2 separate regions of the Zea mays genome follow, and region 2 is linked to region 1. A link is a contact called in public Hi-C data. All regions are on one chromosome and are shown on one strand. Each heading gives the region's core, a stretch centred on a gene start, on an enhancer-like site or on the middle of the called end of the contact. The rest is flanking DNA. Distances are from core to core; before and after follow the strand shown.

Region 1 (6,288 bases), core at 3,385-5,884:
GTTATGACTCAAACACAAGGGCATATAGAGTCTTCAACAAGTCCACTGGATTAGTTGAAATTTCTTGTGACATTGTGTTTGATGAGACTAATGGCTCTCAAGTGGAGCAAGTTGATCTTGATGAGTTAGATGATGAAGAGGCTCTGTGCATCGCGCTAAGGAACATGTTCGTTGGAGATGTGTGTCCACAAGAACCTAAACAGCCTTCACAAGCACAAGATTAACCATCATCTTCCATAAAAGCATCTCCACCAACTCAATATGAGGAGCTGGCTCAAGAAGAGGATCAAGATCAAGACAATGAGACACCTCAAGAAGAAGTCATCAATCAAGGGGGAGATGAGGTTGATCAAGAAAAGGAGGATGAACAAGAGATTCAAGATCAAAGACCACCTCACCCAAGAGTCCACCAAGCAATTCAACGAGATCACCCCGTCAACTCCATACTTGGTGACATTCAAAAGGGGGTAACCACTCGATCTAGAGTTGCTCATTTTTGTGAACATTACTCTTTTGTGTCTTCTATTGAGCCATACAGGATAGATGATGCACTTAGAGATCCAGACTGGGTGATGGCAATGCAAGAGGAACTCAACAACTTCACGAGGAATGAGGTATGACATTTAGTTCCACATCCTAACCAAAATGTTGTAGGTACCAAGTGGCTATTCTACAACAAACAAGATGAGCATGGTGTGGTGACTAGGAACAAAGCCCGACTTATTGCAAAAGGGTATTCACAAGTCAAAGGTTTGGATTTCGATGAAACCTACACACCCATAGCTAGGCTTGAGTCAATTCGAATATTATTTGTCTATGCTACTTACCAAGGCTTTATGTTATATCAAATGGATGTGAAAAGTGCCTTCCTCAATGGCCCTATCAAGGAAGAGGTGTATGTTGAGCAACCTCCCGGCTTTGAAGATAGTGAGCATCCTTCACATGTTTATAAGCTCTCCAAGGCGCTTTATGGGCTCAAATAAGCTCCAAGAGCATGGTATGAATGCCTAAGAGACTTTCTTATCACTAATGGTTTTAAAGTCAGAAAATCTAACCCTACTCTCTTCACTAAAACAATTGACAAAGACTTGTTTATATGCTAAATTTATGTTGACGATATTATCTTTGGGTCTATTAACAAGTCATCTTGTGAAGTGTTTAGTAGAATTATGATACAGAAATTTGAGATGTCCATGACGAGGGAGTTGAAGTATTTCCTTGGATTCCAAATCAAGCAACACCAAGAGGGCACCTTCATTTGCCAAACAAAGTACATTCAAGATATTCTCAATAAGTTTGGAATGAAGAATGCCAAACCCATCAAGACTCCCATGGGAACAAATGGACATCTCGACCTCAACACACGAGGTAAGTCTGTAGATCAAAAGGTATACCAATCAATGATAGGATCTCTACTCTATTTATGTGCTTCACGACCGAATATTATGCTATCAGTATGCATGTGTGTAAGGTTCTAGGCCAACCCTAAGGAAATCCACCTAAGGGTCGTGAAAAAAAATCATGAGATATTTAGTTTACACTCCTAAGTTTGGGCTATGGCACCCCAAGGGATCTACCTTTGATCTAATCGGATATTATGATGCTGATTATGCCGGATGTAAGATTGATAGAAAGAGTACATCAGGGACTTGACAGATTTTGGGGAGATCCCTGGTGTCTTGGGCTTCAAAGAAACAAAATTCAGAAGCTCTATCCACCGCCAAAGCCGGGTATATTGCTGCAGGATATTGTTGTGCACAATTACTATGGATGAGGCAAACCCTTAGGGACTATGGCTACAAGTTGAGCAAAGTCCCTCTCCTATGTGACAATGAGAGTGCAATCCGCATGGCGGATAATTCTGTTGAACACAGCCGCACAAAGCACATAGACATCCGGTATCACTTTCTGAGAGATCACCAACAAAGGGGAGATATCAAAATAGCTTATGTTAGCATCCACAACCAGTTAGCCAATATCTTCAACAAGTCCCTGGATGAAAAGACTTATAGCAAGCTTAGGAATGAACTAAATATCTTAGATTCTCGGAACTTTGATTGAAATCTTGCACATATTGCTCATTTTATACCTTTGATCCTGGCATGTCTCTTTTATTTGGTACAAATGCATATTTCTTATTCTTTTTGTGCCAAAGCTAAGACTAATGTGCTTCCAAGAGTATTTCTATACTTAGTCTTGAATTGACAGGGAAATGGAGTTGTAGGCAATGGCAAGGCTTCTGCTCCATATTCGTTAGTATCCTTTGACCTACTCATGTATTTACTTTCATATCTTTTTAAAGACCTATCAATTTCTCTATTTTTGGCGCTTAATGCCAAAGGGGAGAAATTAATAGGCCAAACCAAAGGACCGCACCACCACCCTGTTTTCTGAAAAAAAAAATTGCATTTGCAAAAACCCTCTTGACAGTTAAGGGGAGAACTTTTTCAGGGGGGGTTTATTTAGTTAAAGGAAAAGCATTTGAAAAAGGGGGAGAATCTATCAAAACTTGAAAATGCCTTTAGAAATCATATACCATTGGTTAATTGCAAAAGAATTTGAAAAGACTTTTCCAAAAGATTTGCAAAAACAAGCTAAGTGGTGCAAATGTAGTCCAAAATGATAACTATATCAAAACAGTCATATATACTTAGAATTGTTTTTATTTCAAAGTGACTTATGCACATCTGTCAAAATGCAAACTAGCTACATTTCTATACTTTGCATTTGCATTGGTTTGTATTGGCATCAATCACCAAAAGGGGGGAGATTGAAAGGAAAATGACCTCAACCATCTCCTATAATCGATTTTGGTGTTTGGCGATCATCACAAAACTTATGGACTAACTATTTTGCCTAGTTGATCTTTTCTCAGGTGCATAAAGTTCATATACATCTGTAAGAAAAATGGACCCTTGGGTTGTTTCTATAAATATGGGGCGAGTCAGACTTGTAGCAGCCTGTTGTGCACCGGACTGTTCGGTGTGCACTGGACAGTGTCGGGTGCCCAGGCTGGCGCGCCCGACGAACAGGCCGCTCTTGGGAAAAACTCATCGATCCGCGGCTATAATTCATCGGACTGTCTGGTGTGCACCGGACTGTCCGGTGAGCCCACGGTCAACTTCACCAACGGTCGACTGCCACCGGGTTAGAAACGGTCAGAAGTCAGAAACGCTCGGCGACGTCAGGTCGCACTGGACTATCTGGTGTGCCACCAGACTGTCCAGTGTGCCACAGGGGTTGGTGGATCCAACGGTCGACTGACGTGGCAGGCACTAGACAATGAACAGTGCCTTGTCCGGTGTGCACCGGACTGTCAGGTGCGCCCGTCGATAGAAAGCTGCTACTTTCTGTCCAACAACTATAATTATGGTGGGGGCTATAAATACAACCCCAACCACCTCTATCCAGGACACCCAAGCATTCAATACATCCACATTCAATACAAGAGCAAGAAATTCATTCCAAGACACATTCAGAGCTCCAAATCTCCTCAAGTGCCACAATTAAGACAAGTGATTAGTGACTTGAGAGAGTGTGATTCGTGTTTCATTTTTTGCTCTTGTTTCTTGACTTTTTAATCGTGTTTTCTTCATCTCCTTCTAAACTCTCTAAGTGACTTGTAAAGCTAGCAAGAGACACCTAAGTGTGTGGTGATCCTTGTGGGGTCTTTGTGATCCTTGAGATTAAGAAGAAGCACTCAATCGGTCTAGGTGATCGATTGAGAGAGGGAAAGGGTTGAAAAATACCCGACCTTCGTGGCCTCCTCAACGGGGAGTAGGTTCATTGCAACCGAACCTCGGAAAACAAATTATCGTATTCATTTGTGTTGATCATCAACTTGTGATTTGATTCTCCCTCTCCCGTCTCCCTCTCTAAAAGTTCTCTTGCTCACAATCCTTTGAGTTAGCTCCTCAAGTTATCCGCATTGATTGAGCAACTCATAGCAAGAAAAATTCTCTTCCATACTCTGTATTCATTATTATTTGTTTCTAATCCTAACTCCAGGTGAAGTTCGTGTTCAAAGCTTATAATTTATAGGTTTCGCCTATTCACCCCCTCTAGGTGACTTTCAAAAACACATATTAATTATAATAATCTAGCAATGTCATTAACCATGGAAATCTAAATAGGGCCTAGATGTTTTCACCGTGTGCAATCATCGTACGATCAAACTATCAAAAGTCATACAAAAATATAAAAAGTATACCTATATTTTATTATTTATTCTATCAATATATCAAGTTTTAATTTACCATATGCTAAGATATGTAAAAAAGATAAAATTCATAGTTTTTAATCATCTGTATTTGGCAATTTTTTAGATCTCTTGATGTATAATAAATTATAACTTAAAATTTGATATATTGATAGAGTAAATAATAAAATACATATATAATATTTTAATTTATTTTTAATATTTTATTTTAACGATGATTACATAGCAAACTTAATTTCACAACATTTTTTGTCAGTTAATTTAAAATTGGTTTATTTGTTAGCAGATCTGTTCTATTCCACTTCCACCGCTGTGGTGACTACAAAGAGGAGGGTAGCATAGCATAGACTTCACGGCCCATGAGCCGACATGGTCTAAAAGCCCATATAGGATCAGGATTCAGGAGGCCTCGCAATCCTTAACCGTCCCACGCGACCGTGGACTCCGTCATCGCATTCGTCACCACCTCTGCCGCCTCGCGGCCGCCGCATTCATCCCCTGCGATTACAAAACCCTACGATAGTTCTCCACCAATTCCTCTAATCCCTGGTCGCTAGGTAGTTCCTGCGCCTCCATCCCGATCCCCTGTCTGATCCAATCGTAATCAGGATGCTGCCAGGATCAGAGCCGGCGGCCGGCGGCACCGGTATGTTCGTGCCGGCGGCGACGGCGGGCACGGTGCTCTGCTGCATGTGTGGTGTGTCCATGCAGCCCAACCCGGCCAACATGTGCGCGCGCTGCCTGCGCGCTCGCGTCGACATCACCGAAGGCGTCCCGCGCCACGCCGCCGTGGTCTACTGCCCCGACTGTTCCTCCTACCTCCAGCCGCCGCGGTCCTGGCTCCGCGCCACACCCGAGTCGCCCGAGCTCATGCAGATCCTGCTCCGCCGAGTCAACCGCCCACTCGCGCGGCTACGCGTCTCCCTCTCCGGCGCCGAGTTCGTCTTCTCCGAGCCCCACTCTAAGCGCCTCCGCCTCAACCTCCGCCTCCGCCGCGAGGTGCTCCACGGCATCGTCCTCGAGCAGACGCACCCCGTCGAGTTCGTCGTCCACGACCGACTCTGCGACTCCTGCTCCCGCGCGCAGGCCAACCCCGATCAGTGGGTCGCCGTCGTCCAGCTCCGCCAGCACGTGCCCCACCGCCGCACCTTCCTCTACCTCGAGCAGCTCCTCCTAAAACACGGCCAGGCTTCCCTAGCGATCCGAGTCGCGGCGGCCCCCGGCGGCCTCGACTTCTTCTTCGGCTCGCGTTCCCATGCCGCCCGCCTGGTCGACTTCCTTGCCACCGTCGCTCCTATCCAAACTCAGACAGCGAAGCAGCTCGTCTCGCACGACACCAAGAGCAGCGTCTACAACTACAAGTACACCTTTTCGGTCGATATCTGCCCTATCTGCCGTGAGGACCTCATCGCGCTCAGTCCCCAGGCGTCCCGGGACATGGGTGGCCTTGGCCCGCTCGTGCTCTGTGTCAAGGTCACAAATGCCATTGCTCTTCTTGATCCCCTCACGCTGCGAGTGCACCACCTGGAGGAGAAAAAATACAGGGTCTATAATTTCAAGGCAACTCTCACCAGCAAGCAGCTTGTGGAGTACATTGTGCTCGACATAGAACAAGAATCGCCTGAAATTTCTATTGATGGGTCTCGATACCAATTGGCTTATGCTCAGGTTGCCCGGGTGTCAGATTTCGGGAAGAATGACACCATCTTTACTGTGAGGACGCATCTTGGGCACCTGCTGAACCCTGGTGATCATGCCCTTGGGTATGATCTCTATGGTGCCAACCTAAATGATGATGACATGAACACAGCTATGACTCGGTACAGCTTACCTGAGGCGGTTCTTGTCAAGAAGAGCTACGAGAAGAGGCCTCGCACACGGCGATGGAAGCTTAAGAGGTTGCCGGTGGAGGAAGATGCTGCAAATAAGGCCAAGGGTGAGGAAGAGAAGACGCTAGATGAGTACGAGGCTTTCCTCAGGGATTTGGAGCTGGACCCAGGGATGCGGTTCGGGGTGAATCTGTACAAGAATGAGGACTATAGGTCTGAGATGGCATCAACAGTTGGTGA
Region 2 (7,206 bases), core at 998-3,497, 290 kb after region 1:
CTCCGCTTGTTCGGTGCACCCGAACCCTAACCCTAAACGGCTAAACCTCGATCTGCGCCAAGCTCGCTCCTCTACCTCTGTCGCATGCCTCGTCGTTGGTGGATCCGGTGCTCCGGTGTTGCAGGTAACCCTAAATCTCGTTCTCTCGGTCCTTTCTTCCTTTCTTGCTCCGTCGCCGTGAGTCGTTTGTGTGTGTGTCGTCTTCCTTTCTCGGTCTCTAGGTGTCGTTTTCCTTTCTCGTTCTCTCGATCCGCCGCCGTGTGAGCCGTCTTCTTTCTCGTTCTCTCGCTCCGCCGCTGTGAGCACGTAACCCTAACCATAAGCTTGATTTGTTCAGGTGTGCGCCTTGTGTGTGCGCCGCGCACCGTGAGGAGCCGGAGAAGCCGACTAAGGCGGTGGCCATGTTCATGGACTCGGCTGACGATGAGCTCAATATCGATGCCGTGGTCGAGGAGCGGCGGCTTGAAGCACATAATGAGGCAGAGGATGCTCGGTGCCTCCTCCTTGGTCCCGCTACCATCGATCTGGACGCCGCCGGGACCCAACCGACCCGAACATACACGGGCTCCACAAGCCCAACGGCCGACGCGAGCACCTCTGTCCCTATGCGTGATAAACCTGTCTTTTCTGGTTATATTGGCCATTTGATACCTGCACCTAGTAGGAATGAGAGTGATTTGAGTACTATCTTTTTGCATCAGCGTTGCGCTTGCCATATTATTAATCTGATTGTTAAAAGTTGTTTGAAACGTTTGCAACCATATCTTGAAGACTTTAGGACAACTATAACATTTTTAAACTCTTCAAATCAAAGAATTGCTTCTTATAAACAGTACTGCATGAGTGTTGGTGTTAGACCACGTAAATTTGGAATAGATATGGATGTTAGGTGGAATTCAACATTCCTGATGCTTAAACATTTAGTTCCTTATCATAGCACTTTTTTGGTGCTATGAAAATTACAGTAATACTGGTACATCTACTGGTTTATTTGAGTTAACTTCTTACCTTGATAGTGACACTGAAACTAAATTTGGGCCTGATTTCAACATTCTTATGTGGTGGCAACGCCACAATCAAACTTACCCTATTCTTTCTATACTAGCTAAAGATGTTATGACTGTCCGTGTTTCTACAATATCTTCAGAATCTACTTTCAGTCTAGCTAGCAGGGTGCTCGAGGAGCGGCGACGACGGTTGACGATAGACATGGTGGAAATGCTCTCATGTATCAAGGATTGGGAGTTGGCTGACCAGCACAAGCAACATACTGTGGAGAAGGAAACCAAAAAACTTGAAGCAACCTTTGAAGATATGTACCTAGATGATGAGCAACGAGTATCACCAGGGAACAAAAGAAAGGAACATGAAGGAGGAGGAGATGCGAGAAAGGAAGCAGCACCAAAGAGTTCCAAAAGCAAACAACCTTAAACTCATTCTCTCTTTCTTGGCCTACCTATTTATGTTCTCTTATTGTAATATGCTCATATGGACTGTGGACTGAACTATGAACCTATAAATAATTTAAGGAGCTGGCTGTACTCTTTTCCTTCCTAGGGTTTTCTCACGAGGTGTGAGTTTTTACCTAGGAAGGTTTTTAATAAGGCAGCATTGTACTAAGGCTCCACAAGTATTTCTGTTAAATTTGATGTATTCTGTGTACATGTATGGTTTAATGTGATATTTTATGTGCATTTCTATTAAATCTGTTATATTATGTATATTTGGTTACTGGGCCCAAGCCTAGCCCGACACTAACGGGCTAAACATGCCCCCGGCCCGGCCCGACCCGTTTAACCTTGGGCGTGCCGTGCCTGGGCAGCACAAATGGCCCACGTGCCAGCCCGGCCCGGCCCGTATAACTGGCGTGCCGTGCCTGGGCACGACTGAGTCGGGCCGTGCCCAGTCGTACCCGTGCCGGGCTGGCCCAGCACGTCCATTTGGACATGTATATGAGAGCACTGAGCACAGTTGCTAGCCAATTTGAGCGCACAAACTTTTATGTTCGTCGATCGTTGCCGGTCCAGGGACCACCGCTATTTTTTCTCCTTCTCTTTCGGTGAACACGTAGACTCGGAGTGAAGTGATCCATGATGCATGTATTTTCCACCACCTTTTTTGCTTTTTAATTTTAGCTGTGGCTGCAACACAAAGCAGCTGGAGGAATCTAAACCAGTGGGTGACCGGGTTGAAGAATCGGAAAGAAAGAAATAAAGGAAGGAAGTGCATGCGAAGACACCGCTGGTTGCTCGCAAGTGTCTCGACTCTCGACCATTCGCTCTTCCCGCGCCTTCGCTGTCTGAACTGAACCTTCCTTTGCTTTACATTAAAAAATCGCAAGATATGGCTTCTAGAAGGGGAATGGGCGCGGTGGTCTTCGGAACAGACGGATTATTTTACAGGAAACTGTTTGATTTTATTCGCCACGGATTGGAAAGAAAAAAAAGAAAGGGAGGAGATACTGCCATCGGAAGTGGTATTTTTATAAGCAGAAGAAACACTTTGAAGCGTAATTACTCCTCTTTTCAGTACAGGTAAAGCCCTATCCGGCAGCAGGTCTATGAGCATGCCAAGCTGGAGCGAAGTACAGAGAAAATGCATACAAGATGAGTAAAAATACACTCGAATCACATCACGCTGATCCATATATATATGTACTGCCATACTGGTTGCGAACCGACTATCGGATTCCCAACCCATACTAGGTATCAGGGGCTAAAGACCCTAATCTTTAGTCCCGGTTGTAATGCTCGGTGCTAAAGGATCCGTCTTTAATATAAATTCTAGGCTTGAATCTAGGGACAAAGCTAGCTTAAAACCTACCCTGGTGCACACTATCAAACACAAAGTAAAACATAGTTTAAAAAGAAATACATAACAGATTTTTTGGAAAGCGAGGTTCGGGAGACTATCTTTTCAATGAACCACAATAAGGCTCCGGGCCCTGATGGGTTTCCGGTTGAATCCTATCAACAGTTCTAGGAAACTGTCAATGATGATTTAATGCAAATGTTTACGGATTTAGCCAAGGGATATCTCCCCCTGTTTAGCCTCAATTTTGGAAAAATTAGCCTCATTCCTAAGGTTCAGGTGGCAAATGTTATTCAACAGTATAGGCCAATCTGTCTTCAGAATGTGAGCTATAAAATCTTCACCAAGGTGGCCACCAACAAGTTAGGATCAGTGGCATATAAGGTTGTTAGCTCGACCTAGTCTGCCTTTATTAAAGGTCGTAATATTTTGGAAGGGGTGGTAATCCTGCACGAAACATCACATGAACTCCATCGGAAAAAACATAATGGAGTAATTTTAAAGCTAGACTTTGAGAAGGCTTATGATAAGGTGTGGTGGCCTTTTCTTTTCCAGGCACTCCGTTTGAAGGGTTTCTCGCCCAAATGGATATCTTGGATTAAAACCTTCATCTCGGGTGGAAGTGTAGCGATGGATGTCAATGATGATGTTGGACACTACTTCCAAACAAAAAAGGGCTCAGACAGGAGACCCTTTGTCCCCTATATTATTCAATATAATGGTGGATTTGCTAAAAGTTCTCATCAGTAGGGCTAAACTGGATGAACAGTTCGAGGGACTAATTCCGCACCTTGTGGATGGCAGACTCTCAATACTCCAGTATGTAGATGACACTATACTCTTTATGGACCATGACATAGACAAAGCGTGCAATATGAAGCTGCTTCTATTTGCATTTGAACAAGCTTCAGGTCTAAAAATCAATTTCCACAAGAGTGAGGTTTTCTTTGTTTCGGGGCTGCCTAAGAGAAATTATAACACTATATAGAACTCTTTGGATGTAAGCCAGAGAAACTCTCCATCAGCTACCTTTGTATTCCAATCCATTTCAGAAAATTAAGAATTAGGGATTAGGCTAAAGTTGAAGAGCGCTTTGAAAAGAGCCTTAGCAGCTGGAAAGGGAAACACCTGTCTATCGGAGGACGCTTGACCTTGATTAGTTCAGTACTCAGCAGCTTACCGATGTATATGATGTCCTTCTTCCACCTTCCTAAAGGAGTCCTTAGGAAGCTCAACTATTTCCACTCAAGATTCTTTTGGCAGGGGAATGATAACAAAAGGAAATATAGACTTGTCAAATGGGATATTCTGTGTCAAACTAAGGATCAAGGGGCCTTGGAATCCTAGAGTTGAATACGACGAATACTGCCCTCCTTAGTAAATGGATATACAAACTACTCACCGCTGATGGAATATGGCAACAACTTCTCCGCAATAAATATGTAGGCTCAAAACCTTTGTCTCAGGTTGAGTGGAAACTTGGGGATTCCCACTTCTGGTGTGGCTTAATGAAAGTAAAGCCAACTTTTTTTTGCTATGGATCCTTTCTCCTAAAAGATGGATCACAGGTAAGGTTCTGCGAGGATACATGGCTCGATGGGTCCTCTTTAAGAGACCAATATCCAAGCCTGTATAACATTGTGAGACATAAATCCATAACTATAGCAAAAGTAATGAGTGTATTCCCTCCTACCTTTTCCTGGCGGTGTCGGTGTTTCGACCCCAGGGGGTCCCTGGACCGACGAGTAAATTGTCGTTGCGTGTCCCAGCCCAGATGGGTTGGCGCGAGACGGGACACAAAGGGGGGAGAACAGTAAGGGTAACCCGCGGCCTTTGTGTTGTCCTGCGCCCAGGGCGGATGGATGCACTTGCAGTAGGGGGTTACAAGCGTTCGCGTGGGAGAGAGCGAGAGCGAGAGCCTTATGCGTCGGCCCGTTCTCCTGCGCGGCCAACCCTCTCGTACGAGAGCCCTGGACCTTCCTTTTATAGGCGTAAGGAGAGGGCCCAGGTGTACAATGGGGGTGTAGCAATGTGCTAACGTGTCTAGCAGAGAGGAGCTAGTGCCCTATGTACATGCCGTCGTGGCTGTCGGAGAGGTGTTGCTGCCCTGTTCATGTGATGTCGTGGCCGTCGGAGGAGAGCTAGAGCCCTGCGGAAGGACAGCTGTCGGGGCTGTCGAATCCTTGCTGACGTCTCCTTGCTTCCGTAAGGGGCTGAGAGCCGCCGTCGTCATGGAGCACGCGGGGCGCCATCATTTTTTGTTTACCGGGGCGAGCCAGATGGGACGCCGGTCTTTTTCCCCATAGCCTGAGCTAGCTAGGGGTAGGGTAATGATGCCCCCCTGTGACGTGGTCGGTCCGAGCCTTAGGTCGGGCGAGGCGGAGGCTCCTCCGAGGTCGAGGTTGAGTCCGAGCCCTGGGTCGGGCGAGGCGGAGACCGTCTTCCGAGGCCGAGGCTGTGTCCGAGCCCTGGGGTCGGGCGAGGCGGAGTTCGTCGTCCAACGTCGAGGTTGAGCCCGAGCCCTGGGGTCGGGCGAGGCGGAGATAGTCTTCCGAGGCCGAGGCTGTGTCCGAGCCCTGGGTCGGGCGAGGCGGAGTCCGTCGTCCAGCGTCGAGGTTAAGCCCGAGCCCTGGGGTCAGGCGAGGCGGAGCTTCCTATGGCGCCCGAGGCTGGACTTAGCTGCTGTCAGCCTCACTCTGTCGAGTGGCACAGCAGTCGGAGCGACGCAGGCGGCGCTGTTTTCTTGTCAAGTCGGTCAGTGGAGCGGTGAAGTGACTGCGGTCACTTCGGCTCTGTCGACTGAAGAGGGTGCGTTAGGATAAGGTGTCAGGCGATCCTTGCATTAAATGCTCCTGCGATACGGTCGGTTGGCGTGGCGATCTGGCCAAGGTTGCTTCTCTGCGAAGACTGGGCCTCGGGCGAGCCGAAGGTGTGTCCGTTGCTTGAGGGGGCCCTCGGGCGAGACGTGAATCCTCTGGGGTCGGCTGCCTTTGCCCGAGGCTGGGCTCGAGCGAGGCGAGATCGTGTCCCTTGAGTGGACTGAGCCTTGACCTTAATCGCGCCCATCAGGCCTTTGCAGCTTTGTGCTGATGGGGGTTACTAGCTAAGATTAGGAGTCTTGGGGGTACCCCTAATTATGGTCCCCGACAGTAGCCCCCGAGCCTTGAAGGGAGTGTTGATACTCGCTTGGAGGCTTTTGTCGCACTTTTTTGCAAGGGGACCGGCCTTTTTCGGTTGCGTTTCGTTCCGGTGGGTGCGCGCGAGCGCACCCGCCGGGTGTAGCCCCTGAGGCCTCGGAGGAGTGGTTTGACTCCTTCGAGGTCTTAGTGCGTTTCGTGATGCTTCGGCCGGTCTGGTCATTCCCTCATGCGAACTGGCCATAGCCCAGGTGCATAGTCGAGTCCGAAGTTCTCGGGCTGGTATGTTGACGCTGTCAACGGTTTGGCCGGAGCTGGGTTTGCGAGAGCAACCCCCGAGCCTCCGCACAGAGCGAGAGGACGGTCAAGGACAGACTCGGCTTTTTTCATACGCCCCTGCGTCGCCTTTCCGCAAGGAGGAGGGGGGGAAGCACCATGTTGCCCTCGGAGGGCGTCAAACATGGTGTCTCCAGTGAGTTGCTAACGGGTAATCCGAGTGGACGCCCGTGCCCCATTCGTTAAGGGTCGGCTAGTGGCCCGGAGGCGCGCTCCAAAAGTACCTGCGGGCGATTCGCCGGACCCGGTCCCCTTTTGACGGGGTCCGAGGGCTCGATGCCTCCCTCTGGTGGGATTCCGTTACGAAATCATTCCCGTCGGTCTCGGAAATGTCCTAGGGTACCTCGGGAGCGTAGCCCGAGCCTTGGTTGTGTATCGAACGTACCCAGAGTCATCCCTCACTCTGCGTGCTCTGAGGCGGCTGTCGAACCCTTCGGGGGCCAGCCTACGAACCCCTGATCAGTAGTGGGCGCGGAGCCCGAGTGGCTTGAGGCGGCTGTCGAACCCCTCTGAGGGGCTAGCCTTCGAACCTCTGACCAGTAGTGGGCGCGGAGCCCGAGTGCTCTGAGGCGGCTGTCGAACCCTTCCGAGGGGCCAGCCTTCGAACCTCTGATAAGTAGTAGGCGTGAAGCCTGAGTGCTCTGAGGCGGCTGTTGAACCCTTCCGAGGGGCCAGCCTTCAAACCTCTGATCAGTAGGAGGGCTCGGGGCCCGCTTCCTTCGCGGAGAAGGATCCCTTTCAGAGTGTCCCCTTTCCCGGTCCCTGTGGCAAGAGAGAGAGAGGAAGAGGAAAAGGATACGAAATCGAACGACGTGGCACACCTTTTTTGACGTGGTCATTATGGCGGAGGTGAAGCGTCGCCTGCTTCGCCTGCCAAAGGTGCCGCCTGTCCTGCCGCAGAGTTAATGCGACGGGACGAGTG

What was found. A called contact is a pair of places that touch in the nucleus more often than the background predicts.
Region 2: a contact with region 1 is called in a Hi-C map of bundle sheath, with 3 times the contacts expected there. The contact joins the enhancer-like site here to the promoter of LOC100194368 in region 1. A contact is called at or near these places in 2 of 25 Hi-C or Micro-C datasets (bundle sheath and leaf).

What each region holds. Positions count from the first base shown.
Region 1 is chr1:100,557,056-100,563,343 of Zm-B73-REFERENCE-NAM-5.0, forward strand. LOC100194368 (nonsense-mediated mRNA decay NMD3 family protein) reads left to right here and starts at 4,635. Exons shown (of 2, transcript NM_001374348.1): 1 at 4,635-6,288. The coding sequence starts at 4,829.
Region 2 is chr1:100,845,909-100,853,114 of Zm-B73-REFERENCE-NAM-5.0, forward strand. No RefSeq gene overlaps it. Among protein-coding and RNA genes, the nearest start is that of TRNAM-CAU, 4.5 kb to the left of the region's middle. Within about 2 kb of position 2,248, at least 5 of the 20 cell types and tissues checked have an H3K27ac peak or open chromatin away from gene starts, as enhancers often do. A contact at or near this core is called in bundle sheath and leaf, where this site is marked.